Regions from separate parts of the Mus musculus genome. Here regions 1 and 3 are each linked to region 2. The links are chromatin contacts, called in public HiChIP or PLAC-seq maps. All regions are on one chromosome and are shown on one strand. Each heading gives the region's core, a stretch centred on a gene start, on an enhancer-like site or on the middle of the called end of the contact. The rest is flanking DNA. Distances are from core to core; before and after follow the strand shown.

Region 1 (4,701 bases), core at 1,516-4,015, 490 kb after region 2:
AGGAAGCAGGCTTGATGTTTAAGTCAGGTTTTACCTAATATGTTTATGTGCTCATTCATTCCCCTATCCAGCACACATGTAGGAAGTGCACACTGTCATGGAGTGGGTATAGCATGCTGGCCCTGTGCCCTGCAGTAGAGAACACTGGCACTCCATGCCCCTCCTCTTATGAGAGTCAGCTCAGGCCTAAGTGTGTGTGATCATCTGACATGTCCTACTGTGGCGAGAAGCCTGACATGGCAAAGCCTGTGTGCCAGTTGTTTAAACCTTCCCACTTGTACTCTGGAGTGGAGTGATGTGGAGTGATTGATTATCTATCGGCCCATCCCTCTGGCCTCATCCCTCTGGTCTTCATCAGTCTCTCCACCTCTTCACAGAGTATTTCCTGCCCCTCCTGCTCTGCATGGCCAGAGCGCATGGCAAGGGAACTTTCAGGTCTGGGAAGCTGGTGACTCGCCTACGGTTACCCAGCAGGTTGCGGGAGAAAAGCCAGAACCTAACCCAACTGGTTCTAAGTTCCATGCTCATTGCATTCTTAGTGAGAAGGGACAACCTGAAATGCTTAAAAATGGGGGGTGGGGGGAAACACCCATTTAACATGTTAAGTGAGGGCCTGTGGACAGTGACAGTTTAATCAGTATAGTATAAGTTCTCCATTAATCAGTATAGTATAAGATCTTTATTAATCAGTATAGTATAGGATCTTTATTAATCAGTATAGTATAGGATTTCTATTAGTCAGTATAATATAGGAACTCTATTAATCAGTATAGTAAGGATCTCTATTAATCAGTATAGTATAGGAACTCTATTAATCAGTATAGTATAGGATCTCTATTAGTCAGTTAGCACAGGATCTCTATTAATCAGTATCGTATAGGATCTTTATTAATCAGTATAGTATAGGAACTCTATTAGTCAGTATAGTAAGGATCTCTATTAATCAGTATAGTATAGGATCTCTATTAATCATATCAGTAACCATGTGCCTGGCCAAGTACTTTCTATGCATTTCTTTAATTTCTCAGCCCTGTGAGGTAGTAATTACTACCTTGTTTCATAAACAAGGAAGGAAGCTCAGAGCCTGAGTACGGTGTCCATTTTACACAGCTTGTAAGGGCAGAGCCATACTTCTATTTTAGGCTGTTTTGAGCCTGTTCTGTGCAACAGGAAATGTTTATTTTCAGGTTCAAACTGGCAGAGTCAGTGTGTCTTTTCTCTTCTCCATTTTAGCTTGTCACCTTTGTAAAAACTGACTTTCAGCCAGATGCCTGTACACAACTCTCATCTCAGCTCTCAGGAGGCCAAGAGGAACACTGCAAGTTCAAGGCCAGGCAGGGCTACTTCGTGAGACTAATCTCAACAAAACTAAACAAATCCACCATACAAACAAACAAAAAGACAGAAAGACACCACACATGCATGCACACAGAAGCCTGCGTACACAGCATACACTCATACAGGGACACAAATAAAATATACAAAATACAGACCTTCTCTCACAAAGGAGCTGATCCACTCCCTGAACAACTAAGCCAGGGAGATCTCTCACAGCCTTTATGAATGTCCAACTAGGTGACGGAACTCTAGGAGCTGAGGATCTAGAGGTGGGCACACGTTCTTGGATATTATTCTTGTGAAACTTAACAACCAATTGCAAGAGGATACTTAGTAAAAGACACAGAATCAAGAAAAACATCACAGTATAATGCTAAGAATGCAAATTAAGCAGAATAAAATGGACTGGATATTTTATTTTCTCAGTTATAAGGTTTGATTGTGTGTTTATTTATTTAAATATTTATTTTTATTTTATGTGTCTGGGTATCTTGGCTGAATGTATGTATGTGCCTGATGGAGTATCAGATTTGGATCTAGAGTTAAGGACAGTTGTGAACCCCCATATGGGTGCTGGGAATTGAACTCAGGACCTCTGGAAGAGCAGCCAGTGCTCTTAACCACTGAGGCAGCTCTCAGTTCCCACTGCTTTTTTTTTTTTTTTTTTTTTTTTGAGATAGGGCCTTCCTAGTTAGCCTCGGCTGGACTTGAAGTTGCAGCCCTCCTCCTTCAGTTCCCCCAGGGCTGGGATTACAGGCTTTTATCCAGCTAGTCTGTGTAGTTTAGATCTGGCAGTGCATGCGTTACCTCTCCTGTTGCTGTGACTAAAGCATCACAGGGAACGGTTTGTGTCAGCTCACAAGAGTGCAGCTCATCACAGCAGGAAAGGTCTGGTGGCAGGAGCTGGAGGCCCCTGGTCACATTGCATCCCCGGCTAGGAGGCAGAGACCAGATGATACATGCTGGTCCTCAGCTCATTGGCCTTCATCTTATTCATCCCAGGGATCCAGCCCGGGTGATGGTGTAACCCACAAAGTGGGTCTTCCCACCTCAGTTTAACATAATCTAGATCAGAGGCTTGTCTCTCCTAGGTGAGGATAGTTCTGCCAACTGTTGGTCAATGTTGCGGGTCGTCAAAGCAATGCCTTTTTGTGAAAGTGACATGTAAAGTAACATTCAAATTAGAATGAGTAGATGGGGTGGAGAAAGAAAGGGGAAGAAAGAGATAAAGAGATATAGATAGATGGAACATTCATAGGAAGAAGGAGAGCGCATGGATTTCTCTGTTGGAAGAAGAAGGAATGCTTAAATCATGATGGGTCAGTGTGGGGGTGGGTACTAAATACAGTTGGAGTTGGAGGTAGGCTAGGTTAAAGTGGCTTTTAGTGTAAGCATATAAACAGGGATTGCAACATGGTCATGACTCATGCTTTTAGAAGATTGTGTTGACTGGTGAATGGAGAAACTAGTACGAGGAGATAAGGAAGTGGTGAGATCCACTGGGGATATTGCGGGAGTTTTGATAAGATTATGATGGTGGTTGCAGTTTTATCAGTTATCACTGCAGTAATGCTGTGTGAGACACACCCCATACACTCAGCAGCATACAACAACGGTCCACTGTTGCTCAGGAGTTTGTGGGCTGTTTATATCATTTTCCTGCTCTGAGTTGGGCTCTGTTGCTCTTGACTAAACTAGCCCGTGTACCTGTGGTGGCTGTGGTTTAGTTCAGTAGCTTTGCCATGCTGTCTGGGTTCTTACCTCTTTTGGGGAGGACCAGATGTCACCTGCTTTAAGATGACTTTGCTGGCATGGCTCTGTTCTGTCCCGTAAGTCCCTGATCCTTCTCTAGGAGCCTAGTGTGGGCTTCTTCTCAGTCACCTTTTTAATGACCGTGGCAAAGGACCAAAGACAGAGGTACAACAAGCAAGAGTGTCTTAAGATCATACCTTTGGTTAAGTTTGCTTCTGTCCTGTCTGTCAACGCAGGTTGTTTGAGGGTCTTCATAGTCAGCGTGGGAGGGTCTGGCAAGAGGCAGGCACTCATGTGTGAGGAGAATACGAGAAACCAAGGTCAGGCCAAGGTCAGGAGTGTGAATACTAGTGGGGAGGAATGAAAGAGAGAGTCGAATAGACTCAGAAAGTGGTTTGTATTTATGGTTCAAAGAACATGCCGAGCAATTGGATTTAAGACCGGAGAGGTTGTGTATGTTGGTGAGAATCAAATGAACTTCCCAGCTTTGAGCTCTGGATTTAGTGAAGCATTTACTCGGATAACAAGGCCTGGGGCAGGACAGGTTTGATAGGGTCCCTGAAGTTCTGAGATAACTGATAGGAACTGAGATGAAGGGGTGAGGGTTGTGGTGGATGTAAAAGATGAAGTTCTTGAGGAATTAAGGGCCGAGCAAGTAGATTTCAGAGGCATCCCTAGAGACTGTATTTGAAGCCATGGCATGATGCGAGGCTAACCATAAAGGGAGTGTCTAGGTGTGGAAACAAAGCAGGCCTCAGATGGAATCCGGCACTCCTGCCTGAGAAGTAAAATAGAAAAGGGGAAACAGCAAAGTGGCCGTCTTAGTCCATGTTCTATTGCTGTGAAGAAACACCATGATCGAGGCAACTCCTCTGATATAAAGAAAGCATTTAATTGGGGGCCTGGCTTACAGTTTCAGAGGGTTAATCCATTATCATCATGTTGGAGAGCATGACACCACCACACAGGTAGGCATGGTGCTGGGGAAGTAACTGAGAGCGTTTACCTCTTGATCTATAGACAGCATGCAGGAGAGAGAGGGAGAGAGAGAACAGAGAGACACAGAAAGGCAGAGAGACAGAGACAGAGAGGCAGAGACAGAGGCAGACAGACACTGGGCCTAGCAAACCCACCCTCAGTGACACACTTCCTCCAACAAGACCATGCTTCCTCCAGCAGAACTACATCTCCTGATCCTTCTAATCCATCTCATATAATTCACCAACCGAGGACCAAGCATGCGAATATTTGTGTTTGTGGGGGCCAATCCCGTTCAAACCAGCACAAAGGCTGAGAAGCTGCAGCGTCTAGGACCAAAGAAATATAGGGAATGTCTGTGCCATGGGACCAGGGATGGGGAAACACCTACATGTGTTGAATGGAGCCAGTAGGATGTGAATTAAGAAGCAGGGTCTGGTTACGTGGACATCCTTAGAGATTGACAGGCACAGTCTTGGTAGACAGACAGAGCCTAATGGGAGGGGTTGGAGGAGAAAGAATGTGAGGGGAGGTAGACTGACAGGAAAGCTAATCCCGAGTTTCAAGAATAAACATGGTACTTGGAAGTGTAAGTGGATCAAACTGGTGGTTTCTTTAGGGGATTGTAAATGA
Region 2 (4,377 bases), core at 1,227-3,726:
ACTGCAGAATGATTGACTGTCTTGGGGAAGGGGGCCTAGGTTGGGGGAGGAGGAGTTGGGCGGGGAGGGCCTTCTCTTAGGAGAAGCTTAGGTTGGGGAAGGACTGCTGACTGAAGACCTCTAGGCATCACGGAGGGAAGTTTAGCACCGAGTATTGTACCTAGCAGCTGTCATTAGGAATGTTGGTCACTACACCCCTATGTGTCTTAAATTGTAGATAGGTTTTCCACGAACTGACCTCAAGGCTGAGTCTTTTACAAATGAAAGGAGAATGAAGAAGCAGACCAAGTTTGGACCAGGCTGAGCAAAAAAGCAGAAAGGAGGGAGTATGAGTCTTTCAGCCTCTCCCTCAGAGGACCTGAGGGCTGAATCATGCAAGCCCAGCTAATGAATCTAGATGTTGCCTGGAAACAACACGGGACTGCAGAGATGGTTCACACTGGAGCCTGCCCTGAGTAGCTTGGCACATGCTAAACTAACCTCTGAGTATCAGCTATGCAGCCATGATCCTCAGGCCCTACACAATGCTGAAGTAAGGACCAACACAGACTTCATTCCACGGGTAAGACTTTCAGGGCCAAGCCCGGGGTTCTTTTATTCTAGTGTTTCATTGAAGGTCACTCCTTTGTGGAACTGCCTCGTGCCTTGTCACTTCGAGCACGCTTGCACACGGATGTACCAGCATGGTCAAACAAGGCTCATTAAAGGAGTTTGTGCTATAAGGGGTACATGCTTGCACACAGATGTACCAGAGTAGCCAACCAAGTACTATTTAAGGAGTTTGTGCTATAAGTGTGACCAAGGGTAATTTCTAGCTATTTAAAGCATTTTACTGGAACATTCTGGTGGGAAGTGGATATGCAAATGAGGCACACATACTCCGACACTCAGTGCAGCAAGATGGTGTAGGGTAAATGCCACTTTGAAGGTTTGTGTGAGGTGTAAGGGAGATGGCTCATCTACTTCGCAAGAACACTTAGAAAGCGCAGCTCTGAAAACCACAGCACCACAGGGGCTTATTTCTGACTTCTGGTAACAGAAAATAAAATTAGCAGGCCTACGTTACCTTTAATTTGAGAGTCAAATTGGGTCAAGGGAAAATGAAACGCCACAGGGAGAGTCTGCCGCTGTCTACTAGGGATGGAGAATCAACTAAACCAGCAATATCTTTTTTTTAAAAAAAAGTTATTTTAGTCATGTGTATGTGTGTGCAAGTGCTCACATCTGCCCACAGAGACCAGAGGAAGGAGTCTTGTCCCTTAGAGTGGAGTTTCAAGTTCTTTCAAGCCTAACTCTGGTCCTCTGGAAGAGCGGCAAGTGCTCTTAACCACCCAGCTCTGGAGGGTGGGGGCAGGAAGGTGGAGGCGTAATCAATCTTGTATTGCCAATTTCAGAGGACCGATCTTTAAATGATTAACATGTCTGTATATAGAGCTGAGCAGAAATCTGATCTGGAAGGCCAAAGGACACATTGCTGGGCTTGGTGACCTCCTGAAATGGGTATAAAGTCAACTAAAAGCAAGCAGGGGTGGTGCTTTCTCCACTGTACATTTCCCCAGTGGACTGTTATGGTGATAAGTACCCTGAGAGGACACAACTTTTCCTGAGTGTGAAAGAGAAGAGGGTCTTTTTCCAGCCAGGCTGGAGGCCAGGGTAGAAAAGGCCAGGACAGGGCCTGGAGAGATGGCACAGTGGCTAAGAGCACCTGTTGTTCTTGCAGAGGACTTGGGTTCAGTTCCCAGCACCCGCTTGGCAGCTCACAAGCATCTGTAACTCCAATTCCGGGGGGTGGGGGTGGGGGGTCCCGATGCCCTCTTCTGATCTCTGTGGGCAGCAGGAAATGAACTGTTAGTCACAGGATGTTAGTTTGGACAGAGGGGTGGGTAAGGAAGCCCCGTTGTGGGGGTTAAAGCTAGAAAATATAAGTTGCCTCTGGAATTGCAACTTCCAAATTTCCCCCCTCAGCACTGCAAGACTGGTCAGTCAGTCAGTCTCTGCAGACAGAGCGTCTTTCTGGAAATTCTTGTTCACAACACACACATACATTTACATAGATACACATTCACACATGTATACATGCATTCACACACCACCACTCACATACATGCACACCCTCTCATACTCCTAGACACCATCAAATGCACTAACACACATATACTTACACTCAGTCACATACAATTACATAGACATACATACATACATGTATACGCTCATATATACACTTACCCACACTCACATAATATAGGCACAGGTTTATGCTAACATATATTTACATACATACACACAGAGACACACATATATACTCATATGTGTTCACATATATACTTGCACATTCTCACATACATAGGCACTCATTTATAGTCACACATACTAGGATATACGCGCGCGCGCGCGCACACACACACACGCACGCACGCACACACACACACTCAGTGCCTTCCCCTCATAGGCTAGCCATTGGGAGGGTAAAAGCTTGGCAAAAGAAGGCTAAGGAACCAAGGTGGGCTGTAATTGACTCCCTCGGGGTTGGGGACCCTACCGGGCTGTCCCGGCTGTCCGCAGCACAGTGCTTTTGTTCTGAGGTGAATGCTTAAATCCGCCCAGAGAGGGGGTTCAGGGAAACAGTTGGAGTCGCCTGTGTTTTTGTTGGGAGGACGGAGTCACGTGAAAAACAATGAGGTAGAGTATAGCAAGTGTTAGGAAGAGACTGAGAAGTGGGGGCTTCTGGAAAGTGCTGGATTCTCCCAGTGTCACCAACAGAGAATGAGACTGCAAGTGGGGGCGGGCTGCACTTGCTGAGTCTTGAGCTAGCGACGCGCAGAGGTGCGGGGAGGAGCGAGCGCTGGAAGGAAGAGGAAGGAGGGAAGAAAGGAAAGATCGCCAAGAAAAAAGGTGAGGGGAGAGGAGAGGGGCCCTGGGGTTCGGGTTGGGGCGGTGGGCGTGTGCGGCGCGCGGGAGGGGTGTCTGCAGTCGTGTGTGTGTGTGTGTGTGTGTGTGTGTGTGTGTGTGTGCGCGTGCGTGCGCAGCTCCGCCTCGGTAGCACCCACCCGCACTTGTGAGCCCACAGAGGGTGGTGTGCGGGCAGGAGAGGTGGCCTGGGGCAGTGTCTTTCTCTGCTGGCTTTCCTTCCCGGGTGCTGGGGACTTGCGCAGGCCCTTCACAGACTGCACCGCCGCCGCTCCGCCGTAGCCAGTCTCCAACGCTTGCCTGCCTGGCTCCTCTCCAGGTGCCACCAACTCCTGCGACCCCAAGCAGGGGTGTAGCTTGGAGTTTTGCAGGCAGCCTTCTTGGAAGGGTCTAGCCTTTAAATCTAGCTAGCTGATTCTGGGCCAACCTCCCCTCCCCCGCCACAGACTGGGTCAGGCACCAGACCTGAGAGTGTGTGCGTGTGTGTTCACGCGCATGTGCCCAGAAGGTAAGGCTTGCTCAAAGCAAGCAACTGGGTTCTGGAAGACCCAGCCCACCAACACTGAGGTGTGTGGTTGCTTGCTTCCTGATTCTTGAGATGGCTCTGGGTCTGACTGGGAATTTAAAAAAAAAAAAAAAATCATCTAATTTGCCTATAGGTGGCAAAGATTTCCTAGGGTCTTAATTCCTAGAAAATAAGATGCCCAGAGCCACTCTGACAATTGTTCCCCTACTGTTCAGACACCTATCACTGTGCCCTGGTCCTGTCTTCATTTCTCATCCCCATCCTTGCACAGCTTAAGACTGCTGTGCCCAAGTCTCAGATGACACAGTGGAGGCCCAGACACTTTATATCCCTTATTCCAATTCTCAGGACCTGCAAAGAAAGTCAGAATTAAAACTGGTGTGTTGCAGGACATTGTTCCAGACTTTTAACAATGCACTCGGGTGGCAGACAGATCTCTGGGAGTTTGAGGCCAGCCTAGCCTGCACAGGGAGTTAGAGGACAACGAGAGTGACATAGTGAGACTCTATCTCATGGGGACAGGTGCACACAGTCAGGCTCTTATTACCCTCTCCAGTATCTAACACTGTAGAGCATCATGTTACTCCCCAACAACACTAGGCACCCAAGATGGAATGTACAGGGAGGGGCCCTGGGCTTCTTTTTCTTGCTACTGAGTTACTAATGTAGAAAATACGATTCTATATGAGCTGTCTGTTTTGTAGGAGAGTCGATGGGGCCCAGGACTAGGGAAGAAGATGAGGCTCATGGTCCACTTGGAGAATGTCCATCTTTGCCAGCCCCGGGCCCTGGGATGGAGGCTGATGGCTTCTTCCCTGGTGATTGTCAGTGCTTCCCTCACAGTCATCTCCTTGGCCAATGATCTTTTTATTCGCTCGCCAATCCTCCTTTGGGTTCCGTGTTCACATTTTCCAGTACTCTCTGTAGACGAGTGTGTCCCTGGC
Region 3 (4,723 bases), core at 1,580-4,079, 440 kb after region 2:
TCCTGGGCTGGTGGTCCTGGGTATTATAAGAAAGCAGGCTGAGCAGGCCCTGGAGCAAGCCAGTATGTAGCACCCCTCCATGGCCTCTGCATCAGTTCCTGGTTCAGGCCTTGACTTCCTGCCCTGACTTCCTTCAGTGATGGACTGTGGTATGGAAGTCAAGTGAGATAAACCCTTTCCTTCCCAAGTTGCTTTTGGTCACAGTGGTTTTTTGTGTTTTTTTTTTGTTTGTTTGTTTTTGTTTTTGTTTTCACAGCAATAGAAACTCCTACAAAGACAGAAGGTAAATATTCTTTCCGAAGTGTTTTATCTTGTGACTTCCTTCGGCTGCCCTTTCTCCCGTGTGCTTAAAGTGGAACCTAAGGCAGCTTGCCTTTAAGCCACAGACACTGTATTTACCTCCTCCAAAGCTCGGAGGGGTTGAGCTGGGAATGATAACCTGCAGATACAGCAATGGGTGCGGACTGGCAGAGGTAGATAAGTCAAGGGGACAATTACCGGCACCTCTGAAACACAAGCCTAGAGGGTACTGTGAGCATGGCGCTCCTCTTGCTTGGTAGACCGTTTTTTGTGAGCTGCCCCCTCTCCCTGTGCCCTACACTGCCCTCCTCTCTCCCATGGGTGTCCACTTTTATCTGCCTTCCTTCCTTTTGTCTCTCCATAGCTGGAAAGGATTTATTTATTTATTTATTTATTTATTTATTTTCTTTTCCATTTTTTATTAGGTATTTTGCTCATTTACATTTCCAATGCTATACCAAAAGTCCCCCATAGCCACCCACCCCAACTCCCCTACCCACCCACTCCCCCTTTTTGGCCCTGGTGTTCCCCTGTACTGGGGCATATAAAGTTTGCGTGTCCAATGGGCCTCTCTTTCCAGTGATGGCCGACTAGGCCATCTTTTGATACATATGCAGGAAAGGATTTATAATGCCATGTATGTCCTTCTTGTGACCCTCCTTACACCCCATCCCTAAAGAGGAGGTGCTTTTTAACCTATGGGTATTTTTAGGCCTTTCTGGAGCAAAGATGAAACAAGTTGTGTTTGAACCACTAACTGGGGTCAAGGAGAAGTGGGGTGGTGTTCTATAAAAGGTTGACTCTGGCTGATTCTTACATTGAAGAAATGGGGTATCAATGTTGTTCTCTGTGTGTGCATGCGAGATTGTCTGTATGTGCACATTGTATGTGTGTGTATGTTTGCTTGCCTGTGTTTGCATGTCTGTATGTGCACTGTGTGTATGATATGTATGCCCACAGAGGTTAGAGGAAGGCATTGGATCCGGATCCCCTGGAGCTGGAGTAACAGGGGGCTGTGAGCCACCTGATGTGTGTGCTGGGAGCCAGCCCAGGGCCTCTGCAAGAACAGCAAGTGCTCTCAACTGCTGAGCCATTTCTTCAGCACACCACATTTTTTTTTTCAACCTGGAAATGCAGGTTTTCAAGAGTGGCTCTCCATTCTTGGATGTTAGGATGTCCCCAATTTAATAAAAGCAACAGTAGCCTGGTGCAAGTTACAGAAGTTAGGAGGTGGCTATGGCCTGGGAGATACACCTTTACAGAGAATTGTGGTCAATTTGATTCTCAGACTTGCAGAATTCATGATGCAGCGTTGGGGAAATGAGAAGGGGTAACAAGATCTGGGAGGTGAAACAAAGAAGGAAGGACCCAGCCAGTCGCTGTAAGATGTCATTGATAACAGTGAGCCAAGACAGTGGGGGCCTGGGTGGGGGTGGGGGTGGTAAAAGGAGAAGAGCTGCAGGCACTGGACGGCCGGAGGCTGGGGTGGGGCAGCCGTGAGGAGCCTTCTCGGAGTGAAGCAGTGTAGAGAAAGAGAATAGTGTGGCTGAGTACAGCTCAGGGGTGGGATTCCCTTTAATGCTCACCAGAAGAATTAAGGACTAGGGCTTTTCAAAGATCATCTGGGGGCCTCTGGAGAGATGACTCAGTGGTTAATCATGCTTGCTACTCTTCTAGGGGACCCCAGTACAGTTCCAAGAACCTGTGATAGCTCACAACTACATGTAACTCTAGACCAAGGAATCTGGCCTCCAAGGGCACACACAAACACACACACCCATTCATTCTAGTGGACAGATAAATTACAATAAAAATCTTTTTTTAAAAAAATAGGTTTTTGCCTAGGAGGCTGAGGCAGGAGGATTGCTAGGAATCTGAGGTCAGGTTGGACTACAGTGTGAGGTCTGATCTTGGTAAATAAGTAAGATTTTTGGAAGATGCCAAATTGGACTCTTTGAATGTGGTTGGAGGGGCTGAAGAGATGGCTCAGCAGTTAAGACAACTGGCTAGTCTTCTGGTTCAACACCCACATGGCATCTGACAACTGTCTATAACTCTAGTCTCAGAGGACCTGACACCTTTGTCTGTCCTCCACAGGCAATGCATGCACGGGGTGCACAGGCATACATAAAATAAAACCATGATTCCATATGGACCCTGCATCATTTTGGGTCCTGGGGATTCCTGGGAACAAGATTCTCAGTTACGGGCTCTTGAAACAGCTAGAGAATCTGAGGGGAATCGGAGGCGGTGACTGGAAGGATCTTGGGTATATCAGAGTTACTGAGAGAACTGTAGGAGAGGCTCCTGGGAGGCTCAGAAAGTGAACAGGAGCCAGGAGGACTGAGAAGTCGACAACCCAGGCGGGTCGCTCAACTGGAACGTTCTGCTAATCTTATCGCTACACAATGCACACTGTGACCCTGGCTCGGTGTTCTTTGCTATTACTTCCCTGGATGGAGAATACAACCGGCAGCCATAGAACCTGCGCTGTGCAACATTGTTCCCACTTTGTATCAAGGTTCCAAAGCCCTAAGTGGGACGCTTCTAAGGATGACCTTAGGTCACGTGCCTGTTCCCTCACTAGGAGGAATGTGGGGAACAAGTGTTTGCTATTTTTAACTTCCTTAGTGGGAGGTAAAGCCTGCCTCCTGCCAAAAGTCTTGAACTAGGGACTTCCTCCAATAGGAGGTTGTATTGTCTAGCGTTGTGTGGCGGTGCAGCTACCACAGAACCTCGGGAGAGATAAGGCCCAGTGATAAGGATAGCAGACAATTGCCAGCGTCAGGATCCACTATTGTGGACTCTAAATAAGACACGCAAAGGACTCTAAAAGGCCAGGCGCTTACACCCACTGAGATGTGTCTCAGGTCATGTCATTGGCAGGTTTTGAATACTGACTTCACTCTAGGTGCTTAGAAGCCTCTAGAATATTACTGACCTCATAACAGTAAAAACAGAAAGGGACAGAGAACAGGCACTGTAAGTCACACTCCTTTTTTTGAAGTGTCTACTTGGAAGTGATGAGTATAACTTGCTTGCGTTCTACTGCTCAAAATAAACCATATGGCCAGTGTGATTTCTCAAAATAGACCACAATGGCCAGTGTGATTTCGGAGTCACCAGGGAATATCACACCAAGAGGCCACCTGTATTTTGGGTAATAATCAGAGCAGGGCAATTATTATGTTTGTAAAAAAAAAAAAGAATACACATAAGTATGCGTGTGCATGTGTGTATGTATGTGTGCATGTATATGTATTTTTTGTGCACGTGTGTGTGTGTGTGTGTGTGTGTGTGTGTGTACATGTGTCTTGAAACAAGTCTCACTAATCTCAGGCTGATCTCCACTTGAACTCATTATGAGGCTTGAATGCCTGATTCTCATTCTTACCTCTCCAAGTGCTGAGATTACGGACAAGAACCAGCACGCCCAGTGGAATAAGAGTATTTTGCGTAGACTCTATTATAACATAGTCATCATCCAGGAGAGAGGGAGGGTATGCTGGGTGGTGGGATTGAGGGACTCAGAGGCAAGAGATGGATGGTATGTGTGTGTGTGTGTGTGTGTGTGTGTGTGTGTGTGTGTGTGTGTGTGGTGTGAGCTGCAGTTAAAGCAGCTGGCTGCTCGTGGCACTAATTGCTGTGGGTAGGGATAAGAAACAAGAGCGCTAGCCAGCAGGGAATGGCGGCTGTGACACCTTGTGTTCAGGAGAATAAGCTTGGTGGTTATTCTATGGGCAATGAGGCATCACACGGGCATCTAGAATGGGTTACAGGGCTATTTGTGCTTTAGGCAGATCACTCTGGTTGAAGAATGGATTTGAAGGTTATTTATGGAAAGCTCTGTGTTTATTTGAGTGAGAATGACTCCAACAAGCTAATGAGAGAGGAGAGGCAGTAGGTGGCGGGCAGGGTACAGGGGTGACGGCTTCATTCATTCACCGGGGGGCTGGGTGAGAAGGATGGCCAGAGGTTTCTCCAGAGCATCCAGCCTGAGCCATTTAATTTCCATCATCTTCCCACCAAGTGACGTAACTGAATGCCAGCAGCGCCCTGTGTAGCACTCTACAGTCCAAGATCTCGAGCTTCCCCAGATATGTGCACAAAACAAGGCCAAAGGTCTCCAAGAGAATCAGGACAAGCAAATAGCCTGACCGCATCTTCACGCTCAGGGACAGGAGCCAGAAACGAAAGCTCGCTCGCGCTCAGGTGACAAGCTAACCTGGCTTGTCCTCTCACCCTGCCCCCATTCCCTATTTCTTCTTACCTCGTCTGTGGATGTGCAGCGATGTTAATACAAGAAAGACTGAGGCAAGTGTGAATGATAGCAAGCTCTTCCCAGAGCACTTTGCTCCAAGAGTTCTGCAGTCCTCACAGACGTAATGGCACCCTATCTGAGATCCAAGTATTTCTTGATGTG

The links. HiChIP or PLAC-seq counts read pairs in DNA pulled down with a chosen protein or histone mark.
Region 1: an HNF4G HiChIP or PLAC-seq map of pancreatic cancer cells shows a contact between it and region 2. The contact joins the enhancer-like site here to the promoter of Ociad2 in region 2. A contact is called at or near these places in 4 of 39 promoter capture datasets (hematopoietic stem and progenitor cells, liver and stem cell-derived epiblast-like cells), 1 of 484 Hi-C or Micro-C datasets (muscle stem cells) and 1 of 115 datasets of contacts at active chromatin or transcription factors (pancreatic cancer cells).
Region 3: an H3K27ac HiChIP or PLAC-seq map of embryonic stem cells shows a contact between it and region 2, with 2.6 times the contacts expected there. The contact joins the enhancer-like site here to the promoter of Ociad2 in region 2. A contact is called at or near these places in 2 of 39 promoter capture datasets (cranial neural crest and embryonic stem cells), 3 of 115 datasets of contacts at active chromatin or transcription factors (embryonic stem cells and pancreatic cancer cells) and 1 of 9 other capture datasets (adipose tissue).

Annotation. Positions count from the first base shown.
Region 1 is chr5:72,850,090-72,854,790 of GRCm38.p6, reverse strand. The region is part of intron 1 of Tec (tec protein tyrosine kinase); the gene reads left to right. Among named protein-coding and RNA genes, the nearest start is that of Tec, 16 kb to the left of the region's middle. Within about 2 kb of position 2,765, at least 82 of the 459 cell types and tissues checked have an H3K27ac peak or open chromatin away from gene starts, as enhancers often do. A contact at or near this core is called in hematopoietic stem and progenitor cells and pancreatic cancer cells, where this site is marked.
Region 2 is chr5:73,337,046-73,341,422 of GRCm38.p6, reverse strand. Ociad2 (OCIA domain containing 2) reads left to right here and starts at 2,476. Exons shown (of 7, transcript NM_026950.4): 1 at 2,476-2,892.
Region 3 is chr5:72,895,192-72,899,914 of GRCm38.p6, reverse strand. No RefSeq gene overlaps it. Among named protein-coding and RNA genes, the nearest start is that of Slain2, 17 kb to the left of the region's middle. Within about 2 kb of position 2,829, at least 30 of the 459 cell types and tissues checked have an H3K27ac peak or open chromatin away from gene starts, as enhancers often do. A contact at or near this core is called in embryonic stem cells, where this site is marked.